Linked DNA regions of Mus musculus: regions 1, 3 and 4 are each linked to region 2. Evidence: chromatin contacts called from public HiChIP or PLAC-seq data. All regions are on one chromosome and are shown on one strand. Each heading gives the region's core, a stretch centred on a gene start, on an enhancer-like site or on the middle of the called end of the contact. The rest is flanking DNA. Distances are from core to core; before and after follow the strand shown. Region 1 has its middle 35 kb from the start of Maml3. Region 2 overlaps Maml3 (mastermind like transcriptional coactivator 3). Region 3 overlaps Maml3 (mastermind like transcriptional coactivator 3). Region 4 overlaps Maml3 (mastermind like transcriptional coactivator 3).

Region 1 (2,700 bases), core at 3-2,502, 250 kb after region 2:
TAACAGAGGTGACACGTTGTCCTGAGGACATGGGGTGCTGGCCTTGGCTTTCCCAATCAGGGTCTGATAAAAAACAAACCCACAGATAAGGGTTGGAGAGACGGTGTGAGGGGTGCTGAGGGGATCCAGACCCAAATGGGTGGGGAGGCATCACCATCCGTGCAGGGGAAGGGTCTGTGCCACTGAAGGATTGGGCTGCTATCCTCTGACCAGACCCTAAATAAGAACGTGTCACTGGCCTGGAGACAGTACAGTCACAGAGTGATCGCTTAGGCCCTGGGTTCTATTCCCAGTACTAGGGGGAAAAAAAAACAAAGAAGAAAAGCCTATTCTAGGTGTGCCGGATAGTGTCCGACCAACTCACCTCCCACCCCACAACCTGCCACCCAATGTTTGTAAAACCCAACTATAGCTTTCCCTTGAGATTAAAACAATCTAGGAGGGCAGCAGATCAGTGTAAAGTGCTTATTATGCAAGCATGCGGGCCTGCGTCCAGACGGCCAGCACCCACACAGAACCAGGCCACAGCAGCATGGGTCTGTAATCTCAGCCCTAGGGAGGCAGAGAGGAGATGATTCCTGGAGCTCACTGGCAGTGAGCTAGTTCAGTGAGAGATTCTGTCTCAAAAAAAAAAAAGATGAAGAAATGATTAAGGAAGACAGCCAACGTTGACGACTGGCCTCTACACATGCACACATTCATACCTACACAGAGGAACAGTCACACCTACACACATGAACACAAACACGTATGCATACCTATAGACACGAGCACACACACATTCGTACCTACACAAATGAACACACATGCATTCATACCTACACACATGAACACAGACACGCATGCATACGTATAGACACAAGCACACACACATTCGTACCTACACATATGAACACAGACATGCATGCATATGTATAGACACAAGCACACACACATTCGTACCTACACACATGAACACACATGCATTCGTACCTACACACATGAACACACATACATACACACAGCATGACAATGTTTGATTATTTGTTAAACTCAAGAAGAAATAGACCTCTCTGAGCCATCTTTCGCCATGGGGTCACTGTTATCTACACAATGACAGTGAAGTATTTTGGGGAGGGTAAAGGCAGGCACCCGCATGTGGACTCTGAGTTTGTCACCTCCGCAGGGCTGCCTCCTCCGGCTCTCTGTGCAGCAGATCACAGAGCTGCCGCCGTGCCTCCGACATGTGAAGTCCCACCGCGAAGCCTGCCTGGCAGGCTGTGAATGAGTCATGTGCACTCGCTCCTCAGTCTTGGCAGCATCTAGCTCTCTCTGAGCGAGACCCAGCAGAGGAGGAAAAGGTGTTTTGCAAACACTCGCTTATGTTGAAACACGGTTTATCCTTGCTGATCTATCTGCAGAACAATGAACAGGCCAGCGAGTCACGGAGGGTATCTGAGAGATAGCGACAGATTTATTCCACACACCCACTCTTGAGCAAAGCAAAAAGCCTAGTCTGGGCCACAATGGGAGGACAAAGCAGAGCAGCTATGAGGTTGAAAGACCGGGGCTGTGTACAGCACTCAGTTTACCTACTAAGCAGCCGTGAGACCGTGAGCAACACACACACTGTGTACAGTTCAGTACAAGAGCTTCCTACCCATCCTAACTGTGCTGAGTATTAAAGCTGGTGTCTATGAAGCTCCTAGCTCCATGCCAAACATCTCCATATGTAATTGCTACTTGCTGTCTCCCCAACCTCATTTTGGGTTTTGATCCTCGCAGACTTTAGAGACAATGTCAGAGGCTTAGAGACAGGGCAGAATGGTTGTGAGAGCTCCTGAGGGAAGTGGGCATCTAGACAGCAAAAAGAGGGAGGCCAGTGGGATGCACCCTAAGTTAGCGACCAGCATGGGCGATGGTGCTCACGCCTGAAGTGAAGGGAGGTGATGGAGAGCCGAAGGGTGGGTAGTCCCATCTAAGGGAGGTATGTGATTCCTGAGGATCATCAAAGGTCACCACAGGAGGAGATGAACTGCCAGGAACTTTAATCTGTAATGTGACTTTGCCTTCTACTGTTGTAGACTGGCAGATCTCTCAAATCTCCGTGCAGTCTGACATGTCCCCCAAACCCACGCAGGGTGATGGCAGGCACGCTGAAGAAAATGGAGATATTGGAACCTAGTGGTTTCCATGAAGGGACAGCCCTTCTGGAAGTATGATAAGACAGCAGGAAGTTCAAAGGCAAAAGTGGTGATGCCAAGATGTCTGCAGATTACAAGAGAAATCAGCACTTGGATCTCCTCGGGGTGGTGCTTGATGCGTGGGGCCTCTTCTGCCCAGTCCTGCATCTGTCCTGTGTGTACAGAGAGTGTCTGCAAAGGCCCTGTTAGACTCACGTTAAACCTGAAGAGTCTAAGCTCGACCCCAGTTTATGTGTGGAAATGCAAAACCTGTAGACTGCACTATATGAGGGGCCAGAGTACAATGTTGGTGTGGACCCAACATGGACGCTCCAGGAAGAAGGGCGGTATTCAGAACTACTTCTCCAGCCAGGCTGAGAGGTACAGACGTTTAACCTCAACACCCAAGAAGTGAAGGAGGAGGGTCACAAGTCAGAGGCCAGCCTGGGTTACATTCATTATGTGCCTCTGCTTTGAAAAGAAAATGGTTCCTCTCTTGAGATAGCTTCAGGGAATAACTCAATTGAAGGGATGGCCA
Region 2 (2,989 bases), core at 438-2,937:
TCAGTGGTGCCATCCCTGGACAGGTTTTATTAGAAGCAGACAGAGCAAGCCACTAAGCAGAGCTCCTCTATGGCCTCTGATTCAGTCCCTTCTTGCTTCCAGGTTCCTGCCTTGAGTTCCTGCCCTGTCTTCCCTTCACGCTGGGCTGGAAGTTGTGAGATTCCCTAAATAACACCTTCCTTCCTGAGCAAGCCAGGACACTCCAGACCTTACCCCTAGGCTAGACCTCAGTGGGTAGAGCACTTGCTCAACGTGTATGAGGCTCCATGTTCCTTCCCTAGCACTGCATAAAGCAGGAATGGAATCCCAGAACTCAGGAGTTAAAGGCATGGGATCCTAGGATAGACAGTGAGTTCCAGCCTACTCTGGTATATTTGAAACTCCATCTCAAGAAAAGAAAGAAAAAAATAAAAGAAAGGAAATACTCTCAAAAACAAAAAGCAGAAATGAATAGTCTGAAAGAATATTAATAAAATGACTTTAAGGTGTTTCCCTACAATAATCTACAGGCCAATTGTTACACTTTGGCACACCTTGTTACAGAATTGCCTCTTGTTGAGGGAGGGAGGGTACAGATGCATCCAAGAAGACAGAAACAGCTGACCCTTTAACAGCAAAATTAAAGGTCTGCAGGGACCTTGCTGTCTGAGGTGCATGGCTCCAACTTCCCATCTCTAAGGCTCCAACCCCAGAGCTGGCATCCTGGAGTATACCGATGAACGATAAATGCTGTGCAGGAATTAAGCTTGGGCTAGGGCATGGCCACAGAGCTACCATGAGGGTGGAGTACTTAACCCTCATCGAGACTGGGCTGATTTGGGCTCAGTTAGGCTGCAGTTGGAAACAGGCAAGGCAGACCGTCTGTCTGCTCTAGAATCTTCTCTGTGCTCTACTTACTCAACTGAGGCACCTGAGAACACAGTTCCCCAACTTTCTCTGGCTGGACCCTGCTGCCCTCTCTTCTCCTTTTGATCCAGTTTACCCCTCATTTTCTTCCCGACCCTTAGAAGTTCAGAGCCCTTTCCCCATTTCTCACACTGCTCCCCTCAAGTCCTAACCCCTCCCCCACCTCCAGGCTTCAGGATGGCCCCGGTGGATGCTGCAATGCCGGGTTTCCCAGCCTCTGGCTTGCTCGGATCCCCTCCCCCTTCTGGCTGGCACACAGAAGCTGGCCACTTTGTGTATTTACAAACCACAGTTTTCTGTCTGCCTCCCTCCCTCAAGCAGCTTGCTATTGCTCCTGTGCGGTTTTCCTCACAGCCTTCCCTCACAAATTCAACACCACCACTCCCTTGGTGCAAAACAAGCGGGGGGGGGGGGGGGGGCTTGCTGGGGCTTGCAAAAAGGAGGGGGGGGCGCGCTTTCCTCCAGTCCGTTCTTTGCCACTGCCGGTGTTCAAGCCAATCTGTGGGGAGTTGGCAATTCTAACATAATGAGATATTAATGAGTTTTGCACGTGTCCCTAGCCACAACACTTCTAGTCCCCTCCCCTTTCACCTTCCTCTTCTAGAAACCTGGGGCGAATGGGCTCCATCTCTAACACTGGGAATCCTGCGTTTCCCCTTGGAGCCCATCCTGTCAGGCTCCAAAGTGGGGCGTAGCTGCCCGGCTCACAGCTCACCTCAAGCCACCAGTATTACAGAGCACCAAATGGTCTGGCATCGCCTTGTTTCCTGGCCTAATGGATGCTTGTTTAAACACCGGAGCTGTTTGCATTGCTGCGGCTCACTGCCTGTTAAACACAGTCCTCTGAAACCCTATGCCAATCCAATAAAGGTATCAGCAGTTCGGTGTGGGGAGGCAATTACTATATAGTCCCAAGTGTGCCTTTCTAAGCTCGAGGAAGGAAAATGTGATCGAACAACTAAAAGGAAAATCTGATTCGGCTCAGCATCACGTGGAGGACACAAGGCTTAACTGCAGCCAGGTCTGTGGAGGGCAGAGGGAAATCAATGCGCGAGCAAGCGCACATCAGCAGCAGAGCACTAAGCCAGCCAGTTAGTAACACTGTCCCCCATGCTCACCAGAGGCACCCGCCTGTCCTACCCTGTAGCTCCCTTTGGCCTGCTAGCTTGCTTTGTCATCACAGGGGCTACACTAACTTAGATTTTAATGACGATCTGTCATTTTTCTGAACACCCTGCCTCTTCTCTCTCACCTTTAATTCCTTAAGCACTCACATAAAAATGGCTTTTCTTGTGCAAGATCATTACCATATCAAAGGAGTCAGAGAGGGAGTAAAAATGATAGAGGGGTAATATGCAGGCAGGCAGGAGAAGGCGAGCCTGCTCCAGAGAGGCCTGCGGGTCCCTAACCTCGAATTAATGATACCAGTCAATAAGGCAATGGATCTGTTTTCTACCTACGCTAAGTCTGAAAAATCAGGGGAATTAGGCCCCAGATTTACCTTACTTCTCACCCAAGAAGAAGTTTTAGGAAGGTGAATTCTTCCCTGTGTTATGAAGTTCTGAGCATGCCGGGAATTGGATTGCTTTCCCCTCTATTCCATTTAAAACCCTGCTCCAAAATGGCCCTCCTTTCTCTAGGAGGAGCGAGAAACAGCAGTGCCTTGTGTCTGGCAACACTGGGGAACGCTATCCACAATGCTCACTGGGGCGCCATCCATTTCCTAGGAATCTTGCCAAATCCCTGTCTGTTCCCCAAGGTTCCTGGCACAGGGGACAGAGCCAGGATGGAGCTGAAGTGCTGTCGTCAGCATTTGCCAAGCAGCTCCTGCATATGGGTACAGGAGGAAGCTGTGCTAGTGAGGGGTTCAGGAACAGGGAGCAGGGGTGGGACTCTGGTCATCCCTGCTGCCTTGCTGCCCATGACAGCATCCAGCATCTGCAGATTGCTCAGCTGCACTCAGAATATAGCATTCAATCCTGAGGCCTACCTAGGGCACTGGAGTAGCACAGAGTTCCAGGAGTAGCATAGGACTCCCTCAGACCTGCACTAGCTGTCTGTTACTTCTGACCTGGCCTTGGAC
Region 3 (2,812 bases), core at 285-2,784, 180 kb after region 2:
CATTCATGTTCAGACTCAAGAACAAGTGTGGAAGTTCACTTCTTTGGGACTCTAAACATGTGCAAAATACTCCTTGACTGAAACTAAAAACAGGTGCAAAATGTAAATATATCCAATTTTTGAACTGAGATATTTCTGGAAAAGGTAAATATATATGTATATATATATGTGTGTGTGTGACAATTCATTATTAGATGGATAGTAAAATAACTATTTTGCAAAATTAAAATTCACATATATGTATGTGCCTTTAAAGGCACATATGTGTGTGTGTGTGTGTGTGTGTGTGTGTGTATATATATATATATATATATATATATATATACACACATAAATATGCTTTTAAAAACGTGTGCATGAAATGGGGAGGGCTTGTGCACATGAGGACCCTCCAAAGCTGGAGAACAGCATCAGACGTTTGGTAACATCCACCTGTGTGCTGGGAAGCAGTTAGTGCTCCAACTGCAGAGCCATCCCTCCAGCCCCAAACTGATTTCTTAACAAAGCAAATATCATCCTTTTGAACTTTGCATTTGAACCTAACAAATTTTCCCGCAAAATATGCAAATGAGACACACATTCACGTGTCTATTTTAATCCAGAAAATGGGTACTGATTCACCTTACTTTGAAAGAAAAGTGATGGAGAAACATGTGCCAACTCTGAACTCTAACCATCCAACCTGCAACACTCTGGTTTGCTGACAGCATTTCTTGTTATTTTATTCTTTCCTTGAGATTCAGAAAAGCTGATTCCACAGAAACAAACAAGATGGGACTACAAAATGGCTAAGCAAGTAAAGGCGGTTGCCGCCAAGCGGGAGGAGCTGAGTTTGATTCCCAGGACAACCTACATGGTACAAGGATAAAACCAACTTGTCTTCTGACCTCTGTAGTGAGTGCCCCCTAAAATAAATAAGTGTAATTTAAAACCGAAAATAAAAACACCGTCCTGAAGAGGTTAAACACAAGACTGAAAATCTCTTTCTCTTTGCTGATACTTTCACACAATACAAAAGGCTGTATTCGGGCGGCTGGGCGTGGTGGCATTTGGGAGGCAGAAGCAAGTAGATCTCTGTGAGTTCAGGGACAGCTAGAAATACGCAGTAAGATCCTGTCTCAGGGACCAGGGACGAAAAAAAGAAAGAGAGAGAGAGAGAGAGAGAGAGAGAGAGAGAGAGAGAGAGAGAGAGAGAGAGAGAGAGAAAGCAAGCTAGAGCTGTACTACAATGGCTACATATTCTGAACAACCAGCCAAATTAATCAAGCTATGCTGCATAAACGAGATCTGAAGTGTCGCTCGGGCGCTCTCCTGGGAAAGACACCCACACAGAGAACATTTCTCTTGCTTGTTCTCTTGCGCTCCTGACGGACAGGAGAAATCAAGAGGACGTATGTTCTACAAAACCAAATGATCAACCTGAATCGACTGCCTGGGTTCAATCCCTTCCCGATGCCGCGGGAAAGTGCCGCTCTAAGCCCAGGCGCTAGCCCCACTGCTTCCCTCCCGCCATCCTGGGCAGCTGTGGGCTCTTGCAGACAAAACCATTAGAGCTGGCTGACACCCCACGGGGCAGGAAATGAATCACCGCTTTACTCAACCGAAACTGCGGCAGGTTTTAAGGAAGCTAAGCACAGTTGGCCAAATTGAATCAGTAGCAGTTAGCTGGTAAAGAAGTGTCGAGGGACTGTGACCAATGACAAAGGATTAGCATTTTGGATCTGCTTTTCCACTCTCGGAGCAGATTTTTAGCAAGCACAGGTGCCTTTCGTGTAAGGTTCCCTGTGGCTGCACAGACCACCAACAGGTCCCTGCGAGGACATGCTAGACACCCGAGGTAGGTGAGGCTCCTTGACACATCCAGAGGTCCAGGCTCTGGCTGCCTTTGGTTTTCACTGGAATATGTCTTTTTAAAAAGGGTCAGTTTCTTCCTCAAATTTAGAAGTTCTACAGTTTGTTCTCAAAAATTGGGGCTCTGTCTCATGTGAACTGAGGTAGGTCTTAGATCTTAATACAAGAAAAATGGGAGTTAGGGGCAAAGCCATTATCTTCGATTTTCTTTACTACAACCTGAAAGCAAACATTTGTGAGGCTAATGACAATGATCCAAACACTGAATTTTCTTAAACCCAGGCTATTGTCTTCCTTCAGACGATGCTTCTCTGACTTGTCTGCTGACCACACAGAAACCTAATTTTTAAGCCGAAAGCTAGTTTCAAATGTAGCTTTATGTTTTATGCGCATTTTTAATACAGACCTTTAAAAGTCTAATTTGCAGAATATTTCCCTAAGAAAACAATCAGGTGTTTCCTAGGTAACAAAGCAAGGCATTCCCAATTAGAAAGAAGTCTTTTCCACAGTTCTGTTTAGAAATCAAAATACATCTAAGTTGACAGATGACAGAAATTGGTCAAATCAAATTTTTCCCCTCCAAGTCCCACAAAGGTACACGTTAAAAGTTTCTAAATTACAGCCAGATCTCCAAAGAGTTACAATCGTCTCAGGTTAGCACAGGAGTAGAACAGGTTTTGTAAGCACACCACACAACATCTGAGGTCATTAGTTCATATTTGAGAAGAAAGCTACTTGGCTCAGCTGGTAAAGGCACTTGCCACCAAGACTGACTGCTTTGAGTTTGATGCCCAGGAGCTGAACAGTAGAGGGAATTGACTCCTGAAGGCTGTCCTCTGCCTTCCAAATGCACACTGTGGGATACACACACACACACACACACACACACACACACACACACAAGCTAAATAAATGTTATTAAGAGAGAGAGAGAGAAGCAGAGAGAGAGAGAAAGATAGAA
Region 4 (2,848 bases), core at 319-2,818, 200 kb after region 2:
AGGAGAAGCTCACACACAAGTTGCTGGTACAAACTAATTAGCAAGTCAACAAAACACAGGACCCCACTCTTGCCTCAGAATATTCTGAACCACTTCCAGGGCATGGGACAACAGTTCCTAACCCCCTGCTTAACATGGCGAGTACAAACTCACAGAAGGTCTCCAAGCAGAGTAATTCTTTGAACTTAAAAACACTTTTTTCAAGGCCAAAAATATATCAATTCCCATAGCACAGCCCAATGTGTAAATAAAAATCTCCGATTAGTCATTAGTAGGACATACATACATACATACATTCATACAAGAGACAGCAGCATTGGCCTTGAAATGACATTTCTTCATGAGGAAAAGAAATAGATTTATCCCAACATCATAACCAAATCAACCTTCATAGGTGTTCTACACCAAAAGGTTTCATAGGAGCTAGGAAATGGCTTAGGGGGTAAAGCCCTTGCCACAGAAGTATAAGGACCAGAGTTCAAATCCCCAGTGCCCATGTAAAGGCTCAGTGGATGTAACAGCCCACTTGTAGTCCCAGCACTCTGTGGAGGCAGGTGATTCCTGGAGCAGGCTGATTGGCTAGACAGTGGTAGCGACGTTCCTGCCTCAAGATGGAAGAAGAAAGCAATGGAGGGTGATACCGAACACCCACCTCTGGCCTCCACATGCACACACACAGACAAGCACAGATACATACATACATATGAGAGAAGGACGAAGACTTCCTAGAGACCAAGAACATGGAGCTTTTTGGTGTTCCTCAATCAAAGTGTGAGTGGTATCCATTTCCTCCATGCATGCAGTTCCTGGAATAAAAATATTCTCCCTCACGGGCACAATAGCCCAGGCTACAGCCTCCCCTCCTGGAGTGTGAGCCTCGCTGGGTCTCGCCTTCTGCTGTGTTTGAAAGAACCTTTCCCAGGGCCATGTGTTCTTTTGGGGATCATTTCCATATTTGGGGGAGCAAAGAAAAGGAGCCAGGGTGGGTGGCCCTAACCAACAGTGATCAGAGACATCCAGGACTCAGGGAGACGGAGAAACCCTGGTCTTGGGAAGAGTCAGCACAGTGGCAGAGGAGAGGCTTCAGAGGAAAGTGGAGTTAATCAGCCTTTTTATGCACACACACATGCTGGCTTCACACATTCAAAAAATAGACCCAGGCTAAGCATAGGGCCTGTTTTAGCCCTATGTAAAAACTGGATAGATGGCGACTCTCTCTTTTTTTGTAGCAGGAGCCCTGCCTCTAGCATCCGAGCCAGTCTTAGCTAGCTGAGCCTTAGGAGTAGGGAAGCAACTTGAAAAGGGCTCTGAAAAAATACAAACGACTCTCACTTTCACCAGGAATACTGAGTATCCAGGATTCTATACATTTATCAATTAATTAGGTTGTACGTAAAAAAAAAAAATGCTCTCTTTGTAATAGTTGCCACGGAGATATCGTGTAAAAAAAGGTCCTAGTGTGTATTTGTGGGACAAACGGTTTGCTGAGTGACCAAAGTCAGGAGCAATGACTGCTTACCAAATGCAAGCTGCTGGGCTTGGCCTGAGACTGCAATAGTACAGCAAGCCTGGCCCGGGGCCAAGAGCATGCCTGCCAGGGAGACAGGAAGTCACTGAGAGCTCCCACAGACCCATGGCTGAGAGAGTTCCCCAAACAAAAGGCAGCCACTGACTTCCACAACCGGCCTGCCATGAGACCATATGGTCAGCAGTATTGTCTCGCCACAACACAGAGGCCTGTCTTCAGGGGCCTGTGCCTGTAGCTGTCGACCCCGTATCTGTCTTAGGATTACTTCACTATTTTACGACTTTTCTGGGAATTCACTTCCGTGTAACCTAGCTTGGTACACGGCGAGAAAAATGGTATCCTCCCCACCCCCCCACCCCCCCATCTCCGATTTAGCCTGATGAGTCACCTTTGTCTTCACGGCAAAAGAGTAATGAACACCAAACCTACTTGCTATTTATTCACAGGGCACGGAGGAAGGGAGTGGAAGGGACCGTGTGGACAGAAGGGAAAACTGGACACTTAAAGTTTCTTGCTCTGATCCCTGTTGACGCTGGGTTTAATTTATAGGGAGACCCAAACCTTTTGGCTCATCCCTTTCTTCTCTGGGAGTACCCACTTCAAAGAATTCTCTAGTCACTGTGTGGAGACCCTGCTGCTGAGAGCCGCCAAAGGCGAAGACAGATTGGTTCGCCTATAAACACCTGACAGTCATTTTCTTCCTCAGCAGAACTCGTCAAAAAGCCCCTCCCAATAAGGCATGCTCTCCCAGAATATTCCAGCTAGATCCTCTCTGTCTCTTCCCCCAAGATCATGACGATCCCCACTGTGGATAAGGGCTTGATTTGGTTCACCAAGGAAAAAACCATAGAAAAACTAAAGACAGTGGAATGCCCAACCATCTAGTCTTTGCCTTTAGGAGTCTCGTGCTCTCTCCCTTCTCCCCTCCCTCCCTCTTTCTCTTCCTCCCTCTCTTATTTCTCACTCTGTCTGTCTCTGTCTCTTAGATTTTATTTTATGTGTGAGTGCCTTGCCTGAATGTATGTATATGCACTAAGTATATGCAGTGCCCGAGGCCGGAAGACAGCATCAGACTCCCTAAAACTGGAGTTACATACAGATTGTGAGCCATCATGTCAGTCCTGGGATTTAAACCAGGGTCCTCTGAAGAAACAGCTCTTAAGTTCTCAGCCTTCTCATGTGTTGTTTTGTCATATTTTCTTTTAGAAACAGGGTCTCATATATCCCAGGAGGGACAGGAACTCAACAGATAGCCAGTGATAATCCTGGTCTTCCGCCTGTACCTCCTAAGCGCCAACCAGAGATGTATGTCAATATGGC

The links. HiChIP or PLAC-seq counts read pairs in DNA pulled down with a chosen protein or histone mark.
Region 1: a contact with region 2 is called in a FOXA1 HiChIP or PLAC-seq map of pancreatic cancer cells. The contact joins two enhancer-like sites. A contact is called at or near these places in 1 of 484 Hi-C or Micro-C datasets (bone marrow-derived macrophages), 2 of 115 datasets of contacts at active chromatin or transcription factors (embryonic basal ganglia and pancreatic cancer cells) and 2 of 9 other capture datasets (embryonic stem cells and liver).
Region 3: an HNF4G HiChIP or PLAC-seq map of pancreatic cancer cells shows a contact between it and region 2. The contact joins two enhancer-like sites. A contact is called at or near these places in 1 of 484 Hi-C or Micro-C datasets (bone marrow-derived DN2 thymocytes) and 6 of 115 datasets of contacts at active chromatin or transcription factors (bone marrow-derived macrophages, embryonic basal ganglia, embryonic hindbrain and 3 more).
Region 4: a contact with region 2 is called in a FOXA1 HiChIP or PLAC-seq map of pancreatic cancer cells. The contact joins two enhancer-like sites. A contact is called at or near these places in 4 of 484 Hi-C or Micro-C datasets (bone marrow-derived DN2 thymocytes, cerebellum, nephron progenitors and 1 more), 3 of 115 datasets of contacts at active chromatin or transcription factors (embryonic basal ganglia, embryonic midbrain and pancreatic cancer cells) and 1 of 9 other capture datasets (embryonic stem cells).

The regions. Positions count from the first base shown.
Region 1 is chr3:52,139,104-52,141,803 of GRCm38.p6, forward strand. No RefSeq gene overlaps it. Among named protein-coding and RNA genes, the nearest start is that of Maml3, 35 kb to the left of the region's middle. Within about 2 kb of position 1,253, at least 64 of the 459 cell types and tissues checked have an H3K27ac peak or open chromatin away from gene starts, as enhancers often do. A contact at or near this core is called in pancreatic cancer cells, where this site is marked.
Region 2 is chr3:51,887,299-51,890,287 of GRCm38.p6, forward strand. The region is part of intron 1 of Maml3 (mastermind like transcriptional coactivator 3); the gene reads right to left. Among named protein-coding and RNA genes, the nearest start is that of Gm46803, 180 kb to the left of the region's middle. Within about 2 kb of position 1,688, at least 120 of the 459 cell types and tissues checked have an H3K27ac peak or open chromatin away from gene starts, as enhancers often do. A contact at or near this core is called in cerebellum and pancreatic cancer cells, where this site is marked.
Region 3 is chr3:52,068,482-52,071,293 of GRCm38.p6, forward strand. All of the region lies in intron 1 of Maml3 (mastermind like transcriptional coactivator 3), which reads right to left. Among named protein-coding and RNA genes, the nearest start is that of Maml3, 35 kb to the right of the region's middle. Within about 2 kb of position 1,535, at least 340 of the 459 cell types and tissues checked have an H3K27ac peak or open chromatin away from gene starts, as enhancers often do. A contact at or near this core is called in pancreatic cancer cells, where this site is marked.
Region 4 is chr3:52,086,958-52,089,805 of GRCm38.p6, forward strand. The region is part of intron 1 of Maml3 (mastermind like transcriptional coactivator 3); the gene reads right to left. Among named protein-coding and RNA genes, the nearest start is that of Maml3, 17 kb to the right of the region's middle. Within about 2 kb of position 1,569, at least 349 of the 459 cell types and tissues checked have an H3K27ac peak or open chromatin away from gene starts, as enhancers often do. A contact at or near this core is called in cerebellum and pancreatic cancer cells, where this site is marked.